Linked DNA regions of Arachis hypogaea: region 2 is linked to region 1. A link is a contact called in public Hi-C data. All regions are on one chromosome and are shown on one strand. The core of a region is the stretch at or near the end of the contact, and the rest is flanking DNA. Distances in the headings are between cores, read along the strand shown. Region 1 holds the start of LOC112763523 (cyanate hydratase). Region 2 holds the start of LOC112767402 (pathogenesis-related thaumatin-like protein 3.5).

Region 1 (4,831 bases), core at 699-3,198:
GTTAGCAACTACATAAAAAGTATAAAATCCTGCATTGGTATTATATAAAGAATCCTAAAATTCCAAAATCCTGATTTCAGAGTATATTACATCAGCACTTTGAATTATTAATTTAAATCATCAGTTAACAATGATTAATAATTTGGACGCTTCACATTGAAAACAAGGATAGAAAAATGTCCCAACCCTGATTGAAAATGGCATAACCACAAGCATATGAATATCAATACATAATGTATTATCAGTTGAATATTCTCTCTAACATAGAAACCATGTTTCAATAAGCCTCAACATATTTAGCGCACATTTTTATTTGTAACTTAAGAATATATATAACATACATAGCCTATTGCACTATAAGAAAATCAAAATTGATTTCAGCGGCAAGAGTTAGTTTCAATTTTCAATAAGGACCAGTCTTGACAATAATTTAGAGAATTCCTTAGACCTAATATCCTCTTTTTAAACAATAAGCTGTAAAATTGAATGGCGTAGCATATATGACACTGCGGCATAGCATTATCAATATAAAAAAGCATCACAAAAAGAATATAATTTGATCAAGCAAGAGAAATTTATAAAAATAAAAATTCAAAACTTACATCCCATCACCAAACTCTTCATTGATTATTTCTTTAATGCTCTCCCCAAAATGCATAACAGCTTCATTCAACCTATGAAAGAGAATATCAGTAACCCGACAAATTAAGCATCCAAAAACTGCAAGTCATATGATGCATCATGCATAATACATTCCTAATATTAGAATCCAAAAAAGCGAGTAACACAGGTCCACAAAGTACATGTAAACCACTTTGGAATGAAGTATGTCACATTCCTTGACTGAACAGAAGCATTTTCAAAAGCTGAAGCAGGTACTATATCTTTACAAACCTTATATTAGCTCATATATAATTGAATGCCACTGCCTCCATTCCCCTTTTATCAGTCACTAATCTGGTACATTCTTGAATTAATTTATCTGAATTTATATTCGGGTACACTGGTCCAAGAATTACCAAATTTCGTTCTGACAAATAAAAGAGAACGAAGACAATAGCATTAATCCTTATCCATTCTCAGTCTAAAAGGGTTTTTGACTATCGACACATTATTAGCAACTAAAATGTATGCAGAGAATATGTTGGCTAAAAAACAAAAATACAAGTATAAATCCTCAGACACTGATAAATGGTTTCAATTCTACACCATGTTTCATAATTAATTCATTTTTTGAACTTAAACCAAGCCTGAAATGTCTAGAGTGAAATTGAAAAAGCTTAAACTTTGAGAGGATAATTATACCATAATCACAGCCTCATGTTCGAGTTAAAATTCAACTACAGAATATCCACATGCACCAAAATGATTAAAATTAGAATTTACAGCACTCAAATGTGAGGAGCAAGAAGAAGAACCTATATACAGTGGGTTCTTGGATGAGGTGAGGGTCATAAGACCTCAAGGGGGGCCTCATCATCTCTTCCAAAAGATCATCGGTCAGGTCAGGGAGGGCTGCCCGGAGCTTAGGGGCAGTTTGGGGTTTGAGCTGAGCTTGTCTTTTGAGGAGCTGGGCAACATAGACGTTGGTCAGTCCGGTTTCCTCCGCTAACTGACTGTACGACTTGCCGTTCTTCTGCTTCACAGCTTGGAGCTTTTTCACTACGCTCGCTTTGCTATTATCCTCCATACCTAAAGTTGATTAACAAATAATGGTTCAATAAGAAATAGTGTGTTGAGCAGTGGTCAGATTGTGGTAGACTATGAAATTGATGGTCTACCTAGGGCTGTCAGACAGTGTCGGATGGCGGTGGTCCGTAAGAAGAAAAAGAAGAGTCACGAATGCAGCGCAGCAGCGGACGAGTTGACGTGCGGAGCAGCGGTGCGGGTGCTCCAGAGTCCAACTCCACCAACCGTCTTATTCTAAAAGTTTCAAAAACCGACCGGTCATTAAATGGTTCTAAAATATTTGTATGTAAATTGGAGTTAAGTCCACTTTGGTCCTGAGATTGACGAGTTGCACTTATTTAGTCATTGAGATCTCAATTGTACTAAATTAGTCTTTTAGATTTGAAAAAATGCACCACATTAGTCCTTCTCCTAATTTTCGTCACCGAAGCACTAACGCCGTCAGTAACGTGGCCATTTCTTGCCACGCTGGACCCAGCAACATGGCAATAAATTTGATTAGCTCCAATTTAGTCCTTGTCCCCTTTTATAACCAAGATTTCTGTCCTAACTTCTTCTTCTTCTTCTTTTATCCACTTTTCCTAGTTCTTCGTCTTCTTTCTCGCTGTGCAACTTTCTGGGTTTAGGATCATGAGTGCAAGTGGGAGCCACAATTCCATGCGGTCAAGCAGAAGGATCTCCAGAGGAACCAATAGAGCATCGAGTGTTCCAGAGTGGTGTGGGTGGGGATGCCGCCCTGTTCTCCGGTGGTCCACAACAGAGGCTAACCTTAACAAGCCATTCTTTGGGTGTCCTAACTACAATGTCAGTGGAAAAAGGTGGTGTGGTTTGTTTGTTTGGGCTGACATTGGAGAAGAAGACATCGATAAAAGGGTGACTGCTACCGAGAATGTTGATGAACTGAGGGTCAATTTGGCCTGGAGAATTGGAAAGTTAGAAGTTGAAGTTAGGACCCACAAATTGTACATATTATTGTTGGCTCTGTTTATAATATTTGTTGCTGTTTTCATGTTGTTATTTAAGGTTTGAGGATGATTATGTTTTAATGTGATTAGGGTTATTGTAAAGTAGACAAAAGAAAAAGTGTCATTGTGAATTGTTTGAAGTTGGTAGTCTTGCTCTAAATATAAACCAAGAACTCTATTTTTGTCATCTAACAAAATGATGGAAAAAATATTGTAAAGAAGAACCTGTTAGTAGCATAATTAAAGGTAGAACAATTTGTCATTATAATAATAAGATGCTAACTTAACAATGAGTTTCCAGCATGAGTATTAACAAGCAAAACAGCTGCCATATCAGTGACACCTCCCCAACTTAATTAAAAGCTAGTTCTTGATCCAAAATACACCAATAACAAAGACAGATAGTGCCATTAACCTTACAATGTTTTCAAATATAACAATTAGTCTACTGTCATATACTGAAGCCAAAAAACAAGAGTATGATTCACAAAAAGATTCCTAATTCAACTACATTCATTTCTTCTTTTTCGGGAGCTTGAAGCCGGGTGTTGGGACAAATTTCAAGAAGTTGGCCAGTCTGAAAGATGTGGCTGAGCTTGCTCCTTGCAGTGGATCCATGGTGACCAGTCCTGATGGTGATGAGGACTTCCTCCTGGTCTGCAACTTGGATGGCCTTTGAGGTGGTGCCTATTCCAATAAAATAATATCCAAGATGAGACTGATTGTGCACAAAAATTTGAAATGTAGTTTGATAGAGTAAATGATTTACCTCTTGAGACTCTTGTGCAACTGAGAAGTTGGGTTGAGAAATATCGATCTCAACTTCTTGCACATCAACAGGCTGGGGTGCAGGATCTGGAGGAGGTTGACTTGGCGGTGTGACAGTATTTGGATCAACAGTTGATCCTGATGCTGCATTTTCTTGGGGATTGGATTTAGTCTTAGCAGCAGCAGCAGTAGCTGCAGCAGCAACATCAGCTGCTCTCTTTTTTGGGCAACCCCTCTTTGTGTGCCCCTTCTGTAGGCAATATCTTCAAGTAAAGGGCTTCAGTTGTCTCTTTAAGACTCCAGTAGACTTCATTTTTTTTGCTTCCTCCACTGCCCTCATTTGCATCCTTTCTTCTTTTCTTTGTGAGTGGTCCAGTCTTTTTCTTAGCCTTTGGTGCTTGTGGTCTGTTGGACTCAGATTTCTCCCAAAGATGTTATCCAGGTAAGAGATTTATGTAATGGGCATACGTGTCTCTGTATGCGTCCATGGTGAGCCATTTATGACAGAAATCTTCAGGTTTTCTGTTCACCCTTGCAAGAGCCGCACAAGCATGCATTATGTGGTTATTAGCTATCGTTCTCATCACGAACATTCTGACCTCCTCAAGTAGAGTGATTATTGGCTTGGCCCTTGCTTCTTTAATTCTTGCATTGAAGACCTCGTATGCATTATTGCATATGTTATCAAGCTTTGGGCTATGACTAAATGCTGACTTCGTCCATGACTCCCTAGGCCACTTGTTCAGGTAATTCCATGCATCTTCATTAATTTTCTTAATCTTGTTCATGTTATCTGAGAAGTCTTGATATTAGGTTGACCTTGCGCATTCCCAGAGTAAGCCCTTAACTCTAGATCTTTCCACTACTTGTTAAAGTTTCTCCATAGGTGCCACACGCAGAACCTATGGTAGACATGTGGCATGACCTCCTGGACAGCAGTGATAAGGCCCTACATGCGAAGACAACACCTTATTTCACTTTTATTGTGATACATAATAGTCCCTCAGATACAATTAATGAACCCATAATAGTCCCTAACATTTCTTTAATGAATACATAATAGTCTCCCACTTTTACGTCGTTCCCTGTTTTGGTCCCTATATTACACTACTCCCACCTAATACTGACAGTCCCATACGAGAAATTCTTAGTAGAAGACAAGTCCTATTCAGACCAATCAACAAGTTCATTTGAACTATTTACCATACAGAATCCATTCAGATTATTTACAAACAAGAAATCAACAAGAAATCAACAAGTTCATTTTGCAGTATTCTCAATCCAGAATCCATTCAGATTATTACCAACAAGAAATCAACAAGTTCATTTACACTATTTATAATCCAGAATCCATTCAAATTATTACCAACAAGAAATCATACAAGTCCACCAACAAGTTAATTTACACT
Region 2 (4,831 bases), core at 1,383-3,882, 250 kb after region 1:
TGATTTAGTTCTTCATACTGGCGGAATGCACCTTTTGATTAGGTTACACTGTCCAGTTAGTTGAACTTCTTTAAAGAGCTCTCTCAGAACAAAACCTCTATTCACTAGTTTTCTCTCCTTTTTTTTCTGAATGAACAGCAAAACCTCTTTTATCTCCTTGCATGTTGCTGGGTTCTTCTTTCAAGGTCAACACTTTGAGCCTTGAGCTTCACCAACCCACAGATTCACTTTTTCTCATTAATCCCCATAGTAGAAACTCTTCTTCTGACTTCCTCATCTTGACCGAAAGCCATAAAGCAGTAACCATAGAAATCTTCCCATGGTCAACTTGATCTTAGCCATTGAGAAACTACTTGGTCTCCAAGTATCACTTGTGACCGTAGATGTACAGCAGAATAGGGCAGAGAACAACTTTCCCTTGAACGCCATTTTCGGATAGAGCAGAGAGTTGGGAAGAAGAGAAGAAGATCTGATGCATGCAAGATGAGATGTGTTACCTTTAACCTAAGCTTGATTTGGTTTGGATTTTCTGATTAGACTTCTGTGTTTCAAGCTTAATCCTTCTCTCTCTTGCTTCTTTGGTGATTTGCTTAGGGAGGAAGCTCTCTCTCTTTCTCTTTCTTACTTTTCTGAAGCTCTGATTTGACTATGACAAAAGAGAGGGGAACGTTGCTTTGGTTGGAGCAATATGGAGGAAATTGAAATTAAGCTGGGTTTGGTTCGGGTATTCATTTGAGCAACCCATCTGACTTCTTTCTTTTCTTTTCCTTGGGCTCCTATTTTGTTTTCAGCCCACCATTCTTTTCTATTTGCTTTTCATTCCATTTGGGCTATGGAATTGGATTTGGCCTGCAACAATAAATAATTAGTAACATATACTTATTAATTAATCAATACTAATTATTTATTTTTCCAAAAATAATGTTTGTCATCACTAATTAATTTAGTTAATTTCTTAACTCAACAAAGACACAACAAATAAATATTTTTTAAAAAATATTTGAAAAAATACTTAATTTGGTCTCTAAAATTATACTCGAACCTCAATTTAGTCCTTGAAATTTCAATTGCCTCAATTTAGTCTCTAAACTTTTCAATTGACTTTGTGACAGAAACCACCGAAGAGACTAATATGATTAAACTTTGAAAATAAGACAATTGAAACTTCAAAGACTAAATTGAGGTTTGAGTGTAATTAAAACAATTGAAACTTTAAAGACTAAATTGAAATTTGAGTGTAATTTGAGGGACCAAACTAAATATTTTCTCAAAAAAAATGGTTAATTTCCATCTCAACTATTGAAAATAATGATAATAATAATAATAATAAAGACTAAAGAGTGTCAAATAGACCACATATACACTAAACTAAATAAAAATATAACTCCTCAAATAATAGATTAATTTTGTCTATTATTAACCATTTTTGATGTATACATTAAAATTTTGATTCTATTATATGTATTTTTATGATCTTAAAAATATTTTTTTTTGTATACTTTTGTCCATCTCATCGTAGAAGCATTAGAAGTGAAAAAGGGGTGATGGGTTGAGAAAGAAAGTTGGAGTTGTGATCCGATAGTTCATCCAAAATTGTAGGTGAAACATGGTTGCTGATTCTGACACTTGTCATCACCCGACCCGAAACGGGTTGCATTTGGACCGCAATTTGCCCGAAATTTGGCGTTCATTTGCGTTTGTTATGATCGTTTTTTGGTTTTGTCCGTACTCTCTTTCCAAGTGCAGTGTCCACCATCACAGTCCGGTTTTTCTATAAATACTCCACGCTTTGTGCTTCATTCCTCGCTTTCTTTTTCCTTTTCTTTTAGTTTCAACTAGAGAGAGAGTGACTTTCCTAGAGAGAGAGAGTTAGGTTTTTTTGTTTTTTCATTAATTTTTTTTGTTTGTTTTTGTGGTTTTGGTTTGTGTTTTCTATCGTTGTTTTGTAGGTACTGAGGAGGAAGAAAACTCGGAAGATTGATTTTCGTTGAAGAGCGTGTGAGTTTATTTTTTTGGCTTTTTTTTTTCTTTTTTATTTTTTTGGCTTTTCTGTGTGTTTGGTTCACTTGTGATCCTAAATAGCATAAATTTATAGTTGTAATGCTTATGTGTTTTTTGAATTTTGCCATGAATTGTTGTGGGAATTATTATCCTGGGGTTTTGTGGACAAAAACGGTAGTGTTGGTTAGGTTTTCACTAATGAATAATTACTATTTTATTGTTTATTTATTTATTATTGCAGTGGCTGTGTCAATTTTCATATCGTATTGTTTTTGAAATTTGAATTCTCCATGGTTTAGGTCTGATAGATGTGGCTATTTGTGTGACCCTATTTGTATGGTTTGTCAAAAGCTTGTTAATGTTTTGTATAGGTTGCATTCAATGATTAAAGTCGAATTTATTGAAGCAGTTTTTAATATTCCATGTGATAGAACCCTTATTTTCTTTTTCCTGAAAGGGAATGAATAGTTACATAAGAGTGTGAAATTAGTTCATTGTTTGCGAGAAAGGTTATAAGCAAAATTAGTTTGTGAATCAAGAAGAATGCAGTCGTTGTTATATTCTTTAAAGACAGAAAGGGCAGTTTATGTTGAGTTTGACTCCATTCTGTTTTGTTGTGGTGGGGCTGCAGACGATTTGGGAAAGGCCTTGAAGTTGGCGTGTATTAGATTGGAATCTTAGAAGTTGCTGTTTGGATTTTCGATCGAAAGAATGGAGGTATATGGCAAATCTATGGTTGCAGCTCCTGCAAATGTTATTTATCTGTCAAGTATTTTGGGCCAAGATGGTCCTGTTCCTGTTCACAAATGTGACTGGAAATGTCAAAATGAAAATGTTTGCGGGAACATGTACCGCTGCAAGCTAACAGGGCTGACTCACATCTGTGATAAAAACTGTAACCAGAGAATTCTGTATGATAATCATAGCTCTCTTTGCCTAGCAAGTGGCAAAATTTTCCCCCTTTCGCAAGAAGAGGAACAAGCTGTGAGAGGTGTTCGCAGAAAGCTTGATGCAGAGAATTCGCTTGCTGATAGCTGTGGTTGTAAGCGGAGACGTGATGCACAATTCCACCCGTCTCCTTTCGAGAGATCCTTCTCTGCTGTCAGTCCTATCTGCAGCCAAGTTGGAGATGGCATGGATATGAGCTAGATATCTATTATTCAACTAAGAAGACTCTGTCATTTGACTCATTTTCTCTTATCCTTTTGAAATTGCTTTTTTACTTTTTCTATCGATAACAGAACTTGATCGTATTTGGTGGACTTGATGTGTCCCCATGTGCTGTAGGAAGTACTTACTTATATTTCTAGCATTAATGTAATGCAGTATTTGAGGTAGCTTTGCTTGACTGTTGAATGGGGATTTGAGCAGTATCTATGCACTAGTTAATGGCACATGAATTGACTTTGGTTTCAGTTTTGGGTTAACCTTATTGAGAGTCAGACTTTGAAAACTGACAAAAGGATGTGTTCTGGCATTTTAGAATGCTTGAATTTGATTATTGACCCGAATGATGTATACTCGGGAAATGTATTCAAGTTTCTACTTTATCTGTATTCTCAAGGCAGCCATATTATAGTATTAGTGTACTCATTAATAATGCTACTGTCCTGAATTGTATTATTTAACTTCTAGGGTTATGATAGACACCGAGTTTTGTAAGTTCAGGTTCCCTCCAGTTCCTCATATGAACAATCATATGAACAAGGTTGTCGGTAGGTTATCTGGTGAAATCTGATATAGTTTTTCACATGTTTATATGTTTTAATTCTCTTTTGATTTTCTTTTCAGCTTGATGTCTGTGGTTAGATGTAACCCATGCAGGTTTTGAAGCTTGTGCTGCAAAGGAACACTCGAAACATGCGATGCATACTGACTACTAACTAAATTCTTTTGATATAGAATCCCTATACATTATAACCTGAAATGTTAAGGAATATCATTTTCTTGATGCAGGTACAGGGGCTTGCAAATTCTGCTTGAGTCTGTCTTGGAATATGGAGGAAGAGCACAGTTATGTGATGAGCTCAGGCAAATAATCATGATCTTGATATGCTAAGTGGAAACAAAAGGATTGAGTTGAGAGCAGTTATGATGTGGGTGAGTGATATATTAACAATTTAGAAAGCTGAAACTATAGGCATGATCAATCTTAATTTAATTGGAATTATCTGCCATTATTAGAGACATTGTAGTGTGTGTGTTATATCTTGTAAAGTAGTTACTAGTAGGTGGCATAACCATCTTAAGGGTAAACTTCACTTGTTTAATCATCCTTTCACTATTTTAATATGTTTTCTGATTCTCAGTATTCCTATCAGCTGTATCTTTATTCTCTGATAACCATGATTAACAAACATTAGGCATTTGACTTTCGTTTATATTATCTATTTATCTTCTTTTATTTCCTTTTTCTTTCTTAGATTGTGGCATTGAGCAAATAATTGGGACCTTAGCAGGATACTTATCATCATCATCGCCATTTATATATCAAAAACTGATAATTAGACCTCTATATAGAAAGCAATACAGCTGGTTTCTTCTCAATATTTTATGGTATGTTTTTTAAGCTGATGATGTAAATCTTTTTGGTACATAAGCAGGTGGATAATTTAATGTCTTAGAATTCAGAGGTTTTGTGATGTATGTCTTATTCTGGGTTATGGTATTCTTCAACCAATGAAAGTTGGAGGATTATTATTATTATTATTATTATTATTAAAGGCTACTTACTTTGCCCATATTATTATTGTTATTGTTATTGTTATTGTTATTATTAAAGGCTACTTACTTTGCCCACCTGCTACTCATTCGGTTTTTCTGTTCTGTG

Evidence for each region. Hi-C and Micro-C count contacts between places; a contact is called where the count stands out from the background.
Region 2: a Hi-C map of leaf shows a contact between it and region 1, with 2.1 times the contacts expected there. The contact joins the promoter of LOC112767402 here to the promoter of LOC112763523 in region 1. A contact is called at or near these places in 2 of 8 Hi-C or Micro-C datasets (both in leaf).

What each region holds. Positions count from the first base shown.
Region 1 is chr17:32,123,369-32,128,199 of arahy.Tifrunner.gnm2.J5K5, forward strand. It overlaps LOC112763523 (cyanate hydratase), which reads right to left and starts at 1,949. Exons shown (of 5, transcript XM_025809174.2): 1 at 1,782-1,949; 2 at 1,419-1,692; 3 at 603-674. The coding sequence starts at 1,690.
Region 2 is chr17:32,372,985-32,377,815 of arahy.Tifrunner.gnm2.J5K5, forward strand. LOC112767402 (pathogenesis-related thaumatin-like protein 3.5) reads left to right here and starts at 2,633. Exons shown (of 4, transcript XM_025813263.3): 1 at 2,633-4,101; 2 at 4,425-4,831. LOC112767405 reads left to right here and starts at 2,713. Exons shown (of 1, transcript XM_072222691.1): 1 at 2,713-3,416. The coding sequence starts at 2,713. The coding sequence ends at 3,150.